2 separate regions of the Sus scrofa genome follow, and region 2 is linked to region 1. Evidence: chromatin contacts called from public Hi-C data. All regions are on one chromosome and are shown on one strand. Each heading gives the region's core, a stretch centred on a gene start, on an enhancer-like site or on the middle of the called end of the contact. The rest is flanking DNA. Distances are from core to core; before and after follow the strand shown.

The links. Hi-C and Micro-C count contacts between places; a contact is called where the count stands out from the background.
Region 2: a Hi-C map of embryonic fibroblasts shows a contact between it and region 1, with 2.5 times the contacts expected there. The contact joins the promoter of BCKDK here to the promoter of FUS in region 1. A contact is called at or near these places in 2 of 5 promoter capture datasets (fetal liver and liver), 25 of 47 Hi-C or Micro-C datasets (alveolar macrophages, blood, embryonic fibroblasts and 13 more) and 2 of 2 datasets of contacts at active chromatin or transcription factors (alveolar macrophages and skeletal muscle).

What each region holds. Positions count from the first base shown.
Region 1 is chr3:17,322,936-17,330,815 of Sscrofa11.1, reverse strand. It overlaps FUS (FUS RNA binding protein), which reads left to right and starts at 4,251. Exons shown (of 15, transcript NM_001287420.1): 1 at 4,251-4,263; 2 at 5,816-5,840; 3 at 5,936-6,090; 4 at 6,943-7,087; 5 at 7,283-7,467. The coding sequence starts at 4,251.
Region 2 is chr3:17,376,768-17,384,647 of Sscrofa11.1, reverse strand. BCKDK (3-methyl-2-oxobutanoate dehydrogenase [lipoamide] kinase, mitochondrial) reads left to right here and starts at 3,723. Exons shown (of 13, transcript XM_003124471.6): 1 at 3,723-3,851; 2 at 4,481-4,849; 3 at 4,978-5,046; 4 at 5,140-5,161; 5 at 5,164-5,249; 6 at 5,552-5,599; 7 at 5,684-5,803; 8 at 5,887-5,985; 9 at 6,190-6,263; 10 at 6,855-6,983; 11 at 7,072-7,161. The coding sequence starts at 4,655.

The sequences.
Region 1 (7,880 bases), core at 3,002-5,501:
CCAAACAAGCCATATATATATTAGAATATACATATTCTTGGAAGCGGTCCACAAAATTGACTAGACTCTGGTACAGAAAAGAGGTTAAGGACCTCTGATCTGGGAACTGATCACAAACCCAACAGCCTCTAAGGGTCAGCTGGAGGCCTGAACACCAGGGCCTGCTTTCGCTTTCTCACATTTGAGGGGAAGAAATATTTTCTCTTGCTTTTAACTCTACTCTAAGAAAAAACTACATTAATCACCTGATATAAATGCAATTGACCCTGGCTTCCATGTCGGAAATACTAGGGAGTAAGGGAGACTCTGGCCAATGGCCAGCACATGTGCCAGCAGCCTCTTGCTCCAGCTGACCCTTGCCCAGTGGGAAAGTGGGTCCAGGGTGGCCAGAGCTCGTTTTCGAGAAATGCCAGCAGTTTGAACTTTTGCCCTATTTTTATTTGTTTTTATTTTGTGTCTTTTTGCCTTTTCTAGGGCCGCTTCCCACGGCATATGGAGGTTCCCAGGCTAGGGGTCCAATCGGAGCTGTAGACGCTGGCCTATACCACAGTCACTGCAATTCAGGACCTGAGCCGAGTCTGCGACCTACACCACAGTTCACAGCAACGCTGGATCCTTAACCCACTCAGCAAGGCCAGAGATCGAACCTGAAATCTCACGGTTCCTAGTCGGATTCGTTAACCACTGCGCCACACGGGGAACTCCTTGCCCTATTTTTTGTGTTGGCAACTGGTTAAAAAAAGAAAAACGCTGTAGGCTACGGAGAACCTGGCTTCAGGCTGCATTTCACAGCAGGCTGCAATTTGCGCTTTGGGTCTCAAGGGAGAAGCAAATAAGGCAGAAGACAGAGCTCCTGGGAGCTCTGCTCTCTGCACAGCGAGCAGAGGAGGAGAAGGCAGGGAAGGAGCTGAAGGGACAGTGGGAGAGGTGAAGGGCCCGGAGCACCGATGCCGAGGAAGGAGACTTTCAGGAGAGAGATGCTCGCATGCTTTGTGAGTCCGGAGAGGTCCGCTGAGAGCGATAAGCCTGGAGAACAGTCACTTGATGTAGCCTTGCAGAGGCCATAGTTGGAGCCTGCCGCGCTGTTCAGGAGTGCTCCTCCCCACCCACGCCCTTGACTTTGCCATTCCTTCTACCTGTTACACTGTTTCCTCTACTGCTTTGTGAACTCCTACGTAGCCTGTAAAGCTTCGCTTCAATGGTCCCTCCTTTCTTTCCTGTACTCTGGCTGTCTACCTGATGAATGACTTGCTCTCCCGGCAGTTTCCAGAGACCTTGGGTCCATGGTCAGTACTTAACTGCATTTGAGTCAAGTACACTTCGGGTCACTTGACATTGTGGGTCCCAAGACACCGTGGGTCTCACCCACAGTTCACTCACTGGCTATACTGTCCTGCGGATCAGCGACTGGATCTTGTTTATCTTCCTCTCTCTAGGTCTGCCCCATGCTCGGTCCATATTATGCAGTGCTCAAGCGATGTTTGCTGAAGCATAGGAGTTAAGAGCAGCAACTCTGAGCCCGGCCACCTGGCTTGGGAACCGGGCTGTGGCTCTTTCTGTGTTGCCCTGGGCATAGCTTTTTAACCTTTCTGTGCCTGCCAATTTGCTTGTCTGTGAAATGCAATCCTCATGTGAACATTTTATTGTGAAGAATAAGATTACACAAGCCAGCAGTTCCCGTTGTGGTGCAGCGGAAACAAATCTGACTAGTATCTGTGTGGATGCGGGTTCCATCCCTGGCCTCGCTCAGTGGGTCAGGGATGTAGCTTGCCGGGATCTAGGGTGTACGTTGCCGAGGAGGCTCAGATCCTGTGTTGCTGTGGCTGTAGTGTAGGCTGGCAGCTGAAGCTCTAATTAGACCCCTAGCCTGGGAATTTCCGTATGCTGGGGGTGTGGCTCTAAAAAAAAAAGATTACACAAGGTATACTCAAAGTGCTCAGAATAGCGCCCAATACTTAGCAAGACTTATGAAAGTGTTATTATAAATATGTTTTATATAAATTTTATTGTGTTACCCCTGTTGTTAAATCGTTTCATCTATTTTGTACACTAATGCATCCTCAGTGGCCAGAACAGTCCCTGGACTTAATAAATATTTGGGGAATCAATGAGTGAATGAGTGATGGACTTCCCTTTGTTTGCCCTCACTTCAGGGTCACACTGCCCTCTCAGTGGTGGTGGGGTGGGTGTCAGGGTGTTCAAAGGTCATCACAGCCGAAATTAGGAATTGGGTAGAAGTTCGTGGGCATAGCTGTTTGTTTTCTTTTCTTTTCTTTCTTTCTTTCTTTCTTTCTTTCTTTCTTTCTTTCTTTCTTTCTTTCTTTCTTTCTTTCTTTCTTTCTTTCTTCCTTTCTTCCTTTCTTTCTTTTGCCTTATCTAGGGCTGCTCCCGTGGCACATGGAGATTCCCAGGCTAGGGGTCTCATTGGAGCTGTAGCCACTGGCCTATGCCAGAGCCACGTTTGCAACCTACACCACAGCTCATGGCAACACTGGATCCTTAACCCTCTGAGCAAGGCCAGGGATTGAACTCGAAACCTCATGGTTCCTAGTCAGATTTGTTGACCACTGCATGGCAATAGGAACTCCAAGGGCATAGCTGTTTTCTCTAGGAAAATGTCTGCAGCCTACAAGGGAAGTTTTGGAACACGTGTCAAAGATAAGTTGGGAAGGAAAATCTGCATGGTATATGTGTACCAGGAATAATGCCCTTTACCTTGTTTTATTTAATACTCACCTCTTCCCACCCTTCAGTGTGCAGTGGTTGGATATGGGCTCTCAGTTCCCAGGCCAGGGACTAAACTCTGGCTGTAGCAGTGAAAGCACCTGATTCTAGCCACTAGACCACCAGGGACCTTTCTCAATACTTTCAGCTTTCCTTCTCCAGGCAAGGCTGATGAGAGTGCAAGTTGCAAGTTAATTTGAATTTCATGTTTTGTCCTTTTTCTCATAAGGAGTGAACAAGCTTCAGAACACTTCAAAATGTCTGTATAACTAACAAAAGGAGTATTTTGCAGCCACACAGACCTGGATTCGAATTAGACCCCTTACATTTGGCTGTTCCATAATCATAGATTGCATTTGGCCTGAGTCTCATTTTTTTGGTGTATAAAAGATAGCCTTGCTATCTTTCTTCGTAAGATTGTGATGGAAAAGCAATTAATTGGGCTTTTTTTTTTTTGGCCGCGCCCACTGCATGCAGAAGTTCTGGGGCCAGGGAGTGAACCCTTGCCACAGCAGCCACCTGAGCCACAGTAGTGACAACGCCAGATCTTTAACCCACTGTGCCCTGAGAGAACTCTCTAATTGTGCATTCTGAAGCCACTTCAGCCCTATACAAATATCAATTATTGTTGGATCTGCACATTGATTCCTCCGTAGGGTTTCAGGAAAATACTCCCAGCCCTTTATCAGCAAAAGGCTGGGAGAACCCTGATATAATCTCAATCTCCGGATTGTTTGGGCTTTTCTGTCCAACAGCGAGTCAGAAGCCAAGCTTTGAGGTTGTAGGTGGGCCATAAATGCTTAATCAAAACAGGACCCAGGGGTCCGAGCTAAACTCCATGCTTGCTTTCACGTCAAACGTCACAATCCACAAGCCCTGGTAAGGACAACCCTGAAAGACGATGAGTGAAAACCAAGACGAAGAAAGGTAGTGTGTGTGGTCGGGGGAGGGACGTTAGAACCAAGAGAGGGAGGCTGGCGCGGGAGGGAGGATGCATCTGATGCAGTGGAAGGGCAGTGGAGCGGAGAAGCTCGCTATCCGGAGTGAAAGTGAGGCCCAGCGAAAGGGGCCAGCCTGAGGAATTTCGGTTCCCGCCCCACGACTCCCGGCTTTGACTACAGTTCCGCCCGCAGACGCCCTAGGCCCCTCGCCCCGCCCCCAGAGGGTAATCGGACTGTACCATTATGATCTTATAGGGGTGGAAGTGAATCTTTGGCTCGTCCTTCAGAGAAAATATAAATTATTTCTCAGAAAAAATAAGGCTATATATATTATTTGCATGGTTCTTAGTGAATAACAATTATGTTCTGCCGGCTAGGACCCTATATATTCCCTGAAGGGCGGCAGGAGTCCGGCCATGCTTCCCCTTTTCCTTTCCGCATTTGGTGCATTCCCCCAGGATACGTAGGCGGGGGAGGCGTACATAAACCTCGACGCAGGAGGCGGGGCTGCTCAGTCCTCGAGGCGTCGGTGCTCAGCGGTGTTGGAATTCTGTTGCTTGCCGGCCTGTGCGCGCGTGCGCGGACATGGCCTCAAACGGTATGTAAGTGCGCGAGGCGGCGGTGGCGCGCCAGCCCTGGAGCTCGTAAGCTCCCAGTTGGGCTTTTGTTTCTCGGTGGGGCCCGGGCAGCGATCGCATGTAGGATCTTCTCCGCACCACTGGCGGGAAGCAGCGGAGAGGGGTGGAAGGGGGAGGCCGATGTCGCCATTTTGTTTCGCTCCGCTGGCGCCTCGCGCAGGGCGGGAGGTCTTCCCTTTGCAGCCCCTTTCCTTTAGGTGAGGGTTGGGAGGAACTCTTCTTGGTGACTGGGGACGTGAGACGCGGATGGAAATGCTTGGTCCCCGTAGCCTTCTCTCCTCCGCGTCTCCAGCCCCGCGCTCGGGCCCGCTTTGTCGCAGTGCTGCATCCGGGCACTCGGTGCGCGCACGCGCTCTACTGGCCCCTCCCCCCTTTTCTGGCGGCGCGAACCCCCCTCCCGCCTCGTGTCGGCCCTGCTTTTTGTCGCGAGACCCTCCACCGGCAGCTCCGCGGCGCTCGTCCGGTGTGGGCCTCGCTCCCGGGGTCCCTCGGGAAGGGGCGGGACCTCCTCGTTCCCGCCTCGCGTGCCACGCGGCTGGGGGCGGAGGCTTTGGATCGGGACCGCGCGCCCGTTTAACGGCTAGGGGTGGGGGGCTAGGGGGTGGTCCAACGGACTTGGGGACCGGGTGAGGCTTTTCCCGCCTAAATTTTCCTCCTTGGGAGGTAGGAACTGAAAGGAACGGCCGCCTTAGGCCACACCCTCTCCCGATCCTTTTGCCGTTTCCTGCGGGGAAAGCTGTTTCCTGTATCGAGATGAGTTGATCAGGCTTGTGCTGTCTTCCTTGTGGCGTTTTCGTTACCTTGGATTCGCCAAGTCTCCCCGCAGCCCCGAGGCAGGCAGGGGAGATAGGAACTCGTTGGGAGCCGTAGGGCTGAGGACCTGAGTACCAGTCGGCTTGCCTCTCGAGGCGACCGCTCTTTGATGGCGATCTCTGTCGTTTGGGGTCAAAGAATTCTCCCTTCTTGGTGAGCTGGCTCTGCACTAAAAGCCCCCTGTTCCTGTCTCCAAGATTGGATGGAGGGTGGCCTCTCTCCAGATCTTGAGACTTTCTTTGGGTTGAGAAAGTGCAGGCTACAATCGGAACGTTTTTGCTTCTGGCTTGCAATAAAGCCTGTTCTGCTCAAGCAGCTGTGTGGCTTCAGTTGGACTCTTGGGGATACCTTCCTCATAGAGTGGGTGTGAAAACATGTGAGTCAGTTTGTGCAGTTCCGGATATCAGTTGAAGTTGCAGAAAAATGGTAGTTGTCCACCAGGACTCTTGCTTTTTCCAGTACTTAAGGCCTCTTGGTCTCGGTAGAAATTCGCTTTTTTGGTGTGTCTTTATTGTGAGAAAACTTGACTTTGGTCTGCCGTCTTGCCCCTCTCAACTAGGGTTTCAGGAGGGGATTTCTGCCTTGTCAATTTTCACATCTAGGGGCTCTGGGGCTTGAGTTGAGGCCTTTACCTCTAGTTTGTTCTCTTAGGGGTGGCTGAAGGTAATGTTAATATGATTGTATTTTTCTGTTTTGCAGACTATACCCAACAAGCAACCCAAAGGTGAGTGTCATTTCTGGGTTTCCAGAGTTTGTAGGGGGCAAGGGTGGCTAAGGTGTCTTTTCCTGAGAGCACCGTTGTTGCCTTTTCTTCTCCAGCTACGGGGCCTACCCCACCCAGCCTGGGCAGGGCTATTCCCAGCAGAGCAACCAGCCCTACGGACAGCAGAGTTACAGCGGTTACGGCCAGTCAGCGGACACTTCAGGCTATGGCCAGAGCAGCTATGGCAGTTCTTATGGACAGACCCAGAACAGTGAGTCTTTTTAAGTGGGTCACCCTTCCTCTTCCTGCTTTTTCTGAATGTTGCTTTTCTTAAACCTAAGCAGTGCTGAACTGTTGAAACTGTCCCCCAGTTTCTTTGCCCTTAACCAGTCTGTGATCCTTCAAGCTACTTAGAGTTTGAGTTCTTTCCAAGTACTTAATTCTGTTTCCTTTTATTTTCTTTGACTTTGCATTTTTTGATTTATGCTGCACTTCTCCCTGTTTCCCCTAAGAATGAAAGTGAAATTGGGGAAGAATATTCCCTAAAGGGAAAAGAGTTTTAAGTTTTTGATATTTAAAAGGAGAAAATGGGGAGTTCTCATCATGGTGCAGCGGAAACAAGTCGACTAGGAGCCATGAGGTTTCCGGTTTGATCCCTGGCCTTGCTCAGTGGGTTAAGGATCTGGCGTTGCTGTGAGCTGTTGTGTCGGTCACAGACGCAACTTGGGTGTGATCCTGTTGTGGCTTTGGTGTAGGCCAGCTGCTGCAGCTCCAATTCGACCCTTAGCCTGGGACTCTCCCTATGCTGTGGGTGTGACCCTAAAAAGCATAAAAAAAAATAAAAGGAGAAAATGATTTGCTTGAAGACGTTGGAAATCAGCATACTGTATATCACATTGATACACAAAGAGGTGGAATTTGCCCTTAGGTGCTGAAGGGTAAATAATCTGAGATGTACATCACAGGCTGGTTAAATGCTGTTAAAGGAGAGGGATCTCTTGGGCTGTGATTGGCGGTGGTTCAAGAGGCTGGCTTCAGGTGTAGGTAGCATTAGGGATGTATACAGTGTTTCATCAACCTATTCTCATTCCTCAATTCATGACTTTTTTTCTTTTTCTCGTAGCAGGCTATGGCGCACAGTCAGCTCCCCAGGGATATGGCTCAACTGGTGGCTATGGTAGTGGCCAGGGTTCTCAATCGTCTTACGGGCAGCAGTCTTCATACCCTGGCTATGGCCAGCAGCCAGCTCCTAGCAGCACCTCGGGAAGGTAAGGAGTTGTGGAGAGAGGGGAGAGGACTGAAAGACAGGGGCGAGTTAGTAAGGAGTAATGACTCCTAAGCAGTTGGAGTCGTTAGGAGGAGTGATGGGGGCCGTATCTGTTGGGTATAGAGAATGGGATGCACTGAAAGTGAAAGGACGTTTTGGACACGCTGGCATCATGACTCTTTTTCTTTTTCCCTAGTTATGGTACTAGTTCGCAGAGCAGTGGCTATGGGCAGCCCCAGAGTGGGGGCTATGGCCAGCAATCTGGCTATGGTGGACAGCAGCAAAGCTATGGACAGCAGCAAAGCTATAATCCCCCTCAGGGCTATGGACAGCAGAACCAGTACAACAGTAGCAGTGGCGGTGGTGGAGGGGGTGGCGGAGGTAAGGTGTCTTCGGCTTTATCTCATACCTGTTTCTTGGAAGGAATCATTCTGCTTGACCCTTACCCTAAAAGCGTTCTTAAAAATCTTGGGTAGGAGTTCCCGTCGTGGCGCAGTGGTTAACGAATCCGACTAGGAACCATGAGGTTGCGGGTTCGATCCCTGCCCTTGCTCAGTGGGTTAACATCCGGCGTTGCCGTGAGCTGTGGTGTAGGTTGCAGACGCGGCTCGGATCCCGCGTTGCTGTGGCTCTGGCGTAGGCCGGTGGCTACAGCTCCGATTCGACCCCTAGCCTGGGAACCTCCATATGCTGTGGGAGTGGCCCAAGAAATAGCAACAATAACAACAACAACAACAACAAAAAAGACAAAAGACAAAAAAAAAAAAAAAATCTTGGGTAGGAGTTCCCATTGT
Region 2 (7,880 bases), core at 2,474-4,973, 54 kb before region 1:
AGCAGAAAAGAGTGCAAGGGAGTTGTGACTACAGAAGAGAACCCCCGGAAGATGCACTGTTCCTGGCTTTGAAGACAGAGGAAGGGGTGGGGGTGGGGCATGAGCTCTAGAAGAAGCAGGAAAAGGCAAAGACATTGATTCTTAGAATCCCGCCGTGGCACAGTGGGTTAAGAATCCGACTGGAAAGCACAATTTTGATCTCTGGCCTGGGAACTTCCATATGCCCCTCTCCAAAAGATGTAGATTTTTTTTTTTTTTTTGTCTTTTTAGGGCCTCACCCATGGCATGTGGAGGTTCCTGGGCTAGGGGTCTAATCGGAGCTATTGCTGCCAACCTATGCCAGGGCCACAGCAACACCAGATCCAAGCCGCATCTGCGACCTACACCACAGCTCACAGCAACGCCGGATCCTTAACCCACTGAGCGAGGCCAGGATGAACCTGAAACCTCACGGTTCCTAGTCGGGTTCGTTTCCGCTGTGCCACGACAGGAACTCCAGGATGTAGTTTTTTCATTCTGCCTTTCTATAGCTCAAAGAATAAAGCCCAATATTTCTTTCATATGTTTAACAAATGTTTCCTGAGCACCTATTATGCCCCAAGAATCACGTTAGGGGCACAGGATAAATCAGTAAAGCAGATACATACTCTGGTCTTATATTTTAGGAGAAAAAATGAGCAATTAATATAATAAACACATAAAGTATATAGTATGTTGGTGGTGGTAAATGCTACGGATAAAATAAAGAGTAAAGTAGAGGAGTTCCCCTTGTGGCTCAGTGAAAATGAACCTGACTAGTATCCATGGGAATGTGGGTTCAATCCCTGGCCTTGCTCAGTGAGTTAAGGATCCAGCATTGGCGTGAGTTGTGGTATAGTCGAAGACGCAGCTCAGATCCCACGTTTCTATGGCTGCGGTGTAGGCCAGCGGCTACAGCTTTGATTAGACCCCTAGCCTGGGAACCTCCGTATGCCTCAGGTGTGGCCCTTGAAAAAGGCAAAAAGACAAAAAAAAAAAAAAAAAAAAAAGAAGAGAAAAGCAAGAAAAAAGAGTAAAGCAGAGTGAGGGGAATGGAGGTGATTGTAATTTTATTTATTTATTTAGTTTTGTCTTTTTTGGGGCCACATCCATGGCATATGGAGATTCCCAGGCTAGAGGTTTAATCAGAGCTATAGCTGCCAGCCTACACCACAGCCACAACAATGCCAAATCTGAGCTGCATCTGCAACCTACACCACAGCTCATGGCAACACCGGATCCTTAACCCACTGAGCGAGGCCAGGGATCAAACCCAAAACGTCATGGTTCCTAGTCAGATTCGTTAACCACTGAGCCACGACGGGAACTCTGGTGATTGCAATTTTAAATAGGATGGTCAGGCTGGGCAGACATTTGGGCAAAAACTTAGAAGTGAGGGAGTAAGCCATGTGGAAATCTAGGGGAAGGGTGTTCCAGACAGAGGGAACAGCCGGCGAGGGTCTTGAGGTGCAATGTGCCTGATATATTTAGGGAACAACAGGTGGGCGAATGTGGCAGGAGTACGGTAGTGGGGTTAGTGAGGATGGAAAGAGGAAGCCGAGCCTTTTAATCTTTCTGGGCCTCTGTTCTCTCATCTGTAAGATGGCGATAATAATAGTACCTACCTCAGAGGGATGTTATGAAGATGAAATGAATACATGTCACGCTCTAGAAGAGTGTCTCACCAGGGCTACAGAGTTATTCTGGAGTTGGACTCAGGGAGTGCATGTCCAACGTCTGCCGCCGGGAGGCAGCAGCGAGTCCAGGCCGGGCGCTGGTCCAGCGCGCAGGGTCAAACGGGGAGAGGCGCTTCCCGGATTCCTCCAGCCTCTGTGGCAGCCAGAGCAGCCTTCTCCCGCACTTCCAGCCATGCCGCGGCCACGTGAGCGCCGCGTTCTGGCGCGCTGCAAGCACTCCTTTGCTTCTCTGCGCACGCTGGCCTCCCCAGCAGGAGGAGCACCCTCCCCTCTCCTTCCGCTGGCTGAAGCCCTGCCTGCCTCCAGCTGTCTCTGGAGTAGAGTGGCCTAAAGGCTTCACTCCAGGATATTTCCAGGATGCGGGAAAAGAAGGGGTGGGAAAGGTGTGGTGATGGGGGGCGAGGAGAAGAGGAAAGCCAGACACCCAGGGAGCCTGGGTCTTCATGATCTATCCAGACTTTCCCCGATTCTTCAAGCAGGTCTGCTGGTGGTGAATGGTCCCATCTCTGCTGAATATTAAAGACGTCTTTGGGCTCCAAAAATAAAGCCTCCTTCACTTAACCTTTTATTATAAAATTTTAAAATATTTAGAAGAAAAATCCAGTCTGTACAAATACACACATTGAAAAGTCTCTCGCTCTCTTTTTTTTTAGGGCCCCACCTGAGGCATATATATGGAGGTTCCCAGGCTAGGGGTCAAATCGGAGCTACAGCTGCCGGCCTACGCCACAGCCACAGTAACAGTAACATCAGATCCAAGCCTCATTGCAGCCTACACCACAGCTCACCATAACGCTGGATCCTTAAGAAACTGAGCAGGGCCAGGGATCAAACCTGTGACCCTCGTGGTTCCTAATGGGATTCTTTTCCACTGTGCCACGATGAGAACTGGTCCCCCTGCATTTGGTCTCACCGGTCCCAATCACATGGCCAGAGAGTTCTGTCTAAGGAGCAGATCTAACCAGCTAAAACCCTTCAGCGGCTTCTTCCCATCTCAGGTCAAATGCAGACTTCTTTAAGATTGGGCTCTGGTCACCCCATTCAGCCCCTCTTCTCCCAGACGCCATGTGGCTCCAGATGCTTCTCTGTCCCACCATGCCTTTCCCACTCCACTCCCGTGCCTGACAGTTCTACACACGCTGCCCCTGTACTAACGTCCAGTCCCTATTTGATGTTCCTACAGCCCCTGTGTGGTCCTTAGCACAACTAATGACACAGAAGTTGTCCTTCTCTTGAGGACAGGGAAGGGTCTATTTATTTAATTCAACACCCAATCTCCTCTCCTGGCACCGAAAAGTCACCTAATTAGTGTCTGTGGCTGGTATTAACTAGTAATAATAATAATAAGTGGAGTTCCCGTTGTGGCGCAGTGGTTAATGAATCCGACTAGGAACCATGAGGTTGCGGGTTCGATCCCTGCCCTTGCTCAGTGGGTTAACGATCCGGCGTTGCCGTGAGCTGTGATGTGGGTCGCAGACGACTTGGATCCAACGTTGCTGTGGCTCTGGCGTAGGCTGGCAGCTACAGCTCCGATTGGACCCCTAGCCTGGGAACCTCCATATGCCGCGGGAGCGGCCCAAGAAATGACAAAAAAAAAAAAAAAAAAAAAAAAAAAAAAAATAAGTAATAGTAGTAACACTAACACAGTGTTAATTCCATGCCTGGCACTATTCTAGGCACTTTACATATGTAAATTCATGTGACCACACAACCCCAAGATCGATGCATCCTCATTTTACCAATGTGGCAACTGAAGTATTGAGCAGTTGAAGTAACTTGCCCCAGATCCAACTGGCTGAGCTGGGGTTTGAATTAGGCAGTCTGGTTTCCCACAAATGAGTCTAGCACTAGAAGGAGAAGAACAGGGCCTCAGGGGAGGAATCCAGGGAGAGTTTGGTCTGCGCGCTTTGCATCTAAGGGTCCTCTCACCCTCTTCCATTTCTTTCCCAGGAAGCCCATTGTATAGAGGGGACAGAGTTGCGAATGCTCCGCGCCCAACTACAACTCCCAGGAGGCACCGGGCTCCCATAGCCCACGCGACATCCCGGCGGCAGAGGGCGCAGGCGGCTCGGCTAATCCGGCGGGTCGACTGTCGGGCCGTCCCGCTCGGACCCCGGCCCTAGCTCTGGCCCCGAGGTAAGTGGAGAAACCCACGCAGACGCTGCTCGCGGAGGGCTCGCAGCGCCAGCCTGCAGCCTCAGCCCTGGCACTGGATGGTGGGAGCGCTCGAGGACCCGGGCGTGGGGGGGGAGGGGCGGCGGACGGGGGTTGGCATCTACCATATGGTGGGGGAGGGAGGATGCGGGCTGAACAAAGTGACCCCGCAGAGGGGGGCACCCAGGCGGGGACTCCTGAACCGCTGCTTCCTTGCAGCTCACCCTCGAGTGCACAATTTTGTGTATGGCACGTACGCAGGCCAGGCTCCGGGCGGGGTGTGAAGGCGCTAGATTAGGGGTCAGCCCCGCCCCCTGAACGGGGGTGCCCGGGACCCGAAAGAGCTAAGGGGAGGGAGTCGGCGGGGGGAGGGGGGAGGGCGGAGGAAGGTTTTAGGATGGACGGGTTTAAGGATCTCCTCTCCTCCAGACTAGCAGATGGAGCCTCATGTTGGAGAATAGGAGCTCTGGAAAGCAAGGTTATCCAGTCTAGGCCTGTGTGTGTTTAGGGAGGTGGTTGAAGGGATGGGCAGAGATTATCCAGGTCTCACGTGGAGAGATGATGTACCTGGATTAAGAGACTTACAACTCCTCCTTCCCCCGGCCTGGTAGATGGGAGCTGCTCCCTGGGGGCTGAGCTTGTCAGCATCCTGGATTGGCCCTCGCCCCTGAAGTCAAGAGAAGAGTCCCTGCGCACCCACACCTCTCTAGCTCCCTTTTGGGGTCGCTTCAGTCTGTCGGGTCTTCAGCCCTAGTGGCTGCGCAGTCCGACAAAGGAGCAGAACGATGATGCTGGCATCGGTGCTGGGGAGTGGTCCCCGGGGGGGGCCACCACTCCGGCCTCTCTTGGGGCCCGCACTCTCGCTCCGGGCCCTCTCCACATCAGCCACCGATACCCACCACGTGGAGATGGCGCGGGAGCGCTCCAAGACCGTCACCTCCTTTTACAACCAGTCAGCCATCGACGCAGCAGCAGAGAAGGTGTGCGGCTGGGGCAGTGAGGCCTGGGTCCAGAGCTGGAATGGGTGTCCAGGGAAGCGGTGGGAAGCTACCATGGTGGGGGCGGGGTGTTGGAGATCCAGTGCTCAAGGGCCCTCTGCCCCCTCCAGCCCTCAGTCCGCCTCACTCCGACCATGATGCTCTATTCAGGACGCTCTCAGGATGGCAGCCACCTGCTGGTAAGATTCCTGTGCCTATTTTCCTCTTGGCCCCTGGAGCTCTGACCCAACCACTCAGGCCCTGGCCTAACTTTCCTCCTTTCTTTCTTCTAGAAAAGTGCTCGGTACTTGCAGCAAGATTGCCCGTGAGGATTGCTCACCGCATCAAGGACTTCCGCAGCCTTCCTTTCATCATTGGCTGCAACCCCACTATACTGCACGTGGTAAATTAGCCTCAAGGGGGCGTACGTTTCCCTAGTAGAGAGGACCTTACTTAGATCTGTGTGCCCACTGTCCAAGGGGGCACATGGGAAGGCAGTACCAGAGTGGTAGAGACTTGCTGGCTGGAAGGTTTCAGGGCCATCGGGAACTCAGACCCAAGCTTTCATAAAGGCTTGAAAGGCCATAGTGGGGTTTGAACCAGGTGCATTGGGGTGGATGGCAATCCCCATAGGTGGGCGTGGGTGGCTGTTCTCCATGTGGTGCCCAGAGCATCCCTGTGAATTCCCACACCTCTTCCTTGCAGCACGAACTGTACATCCGTGCCTTCCAGAAGCTGACAGACTTCCCTCCGGTGAGGGCTGGGCCAGGGCAGGGGAAGGGGCTGAGAGAGAGGTCAGGGCTGGACCATTGACGTTCATGACTCTGTGACCTGCAGATCAAGGACCAGGCGGATGAGGCCCAGTACTGCCAGCTGGTGCGACAGCTGTTGGACGACCACAAGGATGTGGTGACCCTCTTGGCTGAGGGCCTGCGTGAGAGCCGGAAGCACATAGAGGTCAGGGGCAGCGCCATGGGGGGGCCAGGCTGTTGGGGGGGCCTGGGAAGGGCACGAGGGTTCTGAGGCTCCACTCTTTACAGGACGAGAAGCTGGTCCGCTCCTTCTTAGACAAGACGCTGACTTCGAGGCTCGGGATCCGCATGTTGGCCACACACCATCTGGCTCTACATGAGGACAAGGTGGGGCATGGGAACCTGAGACCTCCCTGGGAATGTCAAGTGGGGCAGAGGGGACTGAACCAGGATCCCCCTAGGGCTGGGGACTGGAGCCAAGGGCCCAGGGAGTGCCTTGGGGCTCCTTCAGGAGTACAGAGTTTGCAAGCCTTTGGTGGCCAGTGTGTGGACGGAGGTGGTCCCTAGTCCTGACCTTCTTTCTCCCGCCAGCCCGACTTTGTTGGCATCATCTGCACTCGCCTCTCACCAAAGAAGATTATTGAAAAATGGGTGGACTTTGCCAGGTGAGGCCAGAACAACTAAGGGGGTGGGTGGACATCTTCCAGCCGAGGGAAAGTTTGGGTCTGAGCCCTTGCCCAGGGCGTGGTCTAGGGCAGGGTTTTTCACCTGTGGCACTGTTAATGTTTTGGGCCAGATGATTCTTTGGGTTTTTTGGTTTTTGTATTTATTTTTAGGACCACACCTGCAGCAGATGGAATCCCAGGCTAGGCGTCGAATTAGAGCTGCAGCCACGCCAGATCTGAGCCACGTCTGCAACCTTGCCACAGCTCACGGCAACTCCAGATCCTTAACCCACAGAGCAGGACCAAGGATCGAACCCGTGTCCTCACAGATACTAGTTAGGTTTGTTACTGCTGAGCCACAACAGGAACTCCAAGGCTGGATAATTCTTGTTTGTGAGGGGCTGGCCTGTGCTCATCAGGATGTTCAGAAGGATCCTTGGCTGCTACTCACTTGACACCAGTAATACTCCCCAGTTATGACAAGCAAAAATGTCTCCAGAGAGTGCAGAATTTCCCTGGGGGTGGTGGGCACAGAATCCCCTCCAGGCGAGAACCCCTGGTTTAGGGCTGAACCCTGATTCCTACCCACAGACGCCTGTGTGAGCACAAGTATGGCAACGCCCCCCGGGTCCGCATCAACGGCCACGTGGCTGCCCGTTTCCCCTTCATCCCCATGCCGCTGGACTACATCCTGCCCGAGCTGCTCAAGAATGCCATGAGGTGGGCTGCCGGTTATGTTGGAAGGGGGCAGGCAGGAACTGGGGCGAGGCTGGGGCACCACCATCTACTGGTCTTTCCCCCTCTGTAGAGCCACGATGGAATGTCACCTAGACACGCCCTACAACGTCCCGGATGTGGTCATCACCATCGCCAACAACGATATTGATCTCGTCATCAGGTTGGCCCTTGGGGTGGGGTGGATGGGGGTTCCAGCACTGTTTCTTTTTCTTTCTCTTTTTTGTCTTTTTTAGGGCTGCACCTGTGGCATGTGGAGTTTCCCAGGCTAGGGGTCAAATCAGAGCTACAGCTGCCGGCCTCGCCACAGCCGCAGCAAGGCCAGATCCTTAACTTAGTGATCGGGGCCAGGGATTGAACCTGGGTCCTCATGGTTACTAGTCACATTCGTTTCCACTGAGCCACGACAGGAACTCCTCTTTCCCCCCCCTCCCCACTTCTAGCCGCCCTGTGGCATATAGAGTTCCCAGGCCAGGCCAGGGACCAGATCCGAGCCTCAGCTGCAGCAATGCCAGGCACTGATTCTGACTCGTGTGACCTCAAGCCAAGACCAGACGCATCCTGAGATTTAGTTTCTGGTCAGACAAGATAGTCTCTGGCCCTGAGATTCCCATGAGCGGGACATGAATAGATTGGGGGCCAGCTGTGGGCTCCGGGGCCTGTCTTTGTCAACAACTGAGGCGCCCAGAGTGAGGAGAGTCAGTAGTAACCAGTCTAGGAGTTCCCCGGTGGCCTAGTGCATTATGGACCTGGCGTGTCACTGCTGTGGCAGGGTTTGATCCCTTGCCCAGAGATTTCCGCATGTTGTGGGTGCGACCAAAAACAAACAAAAAATGGTGCTGGGCTGAGAATAAATGTCAAGTCCTTTGAGAAGGTGTAAGC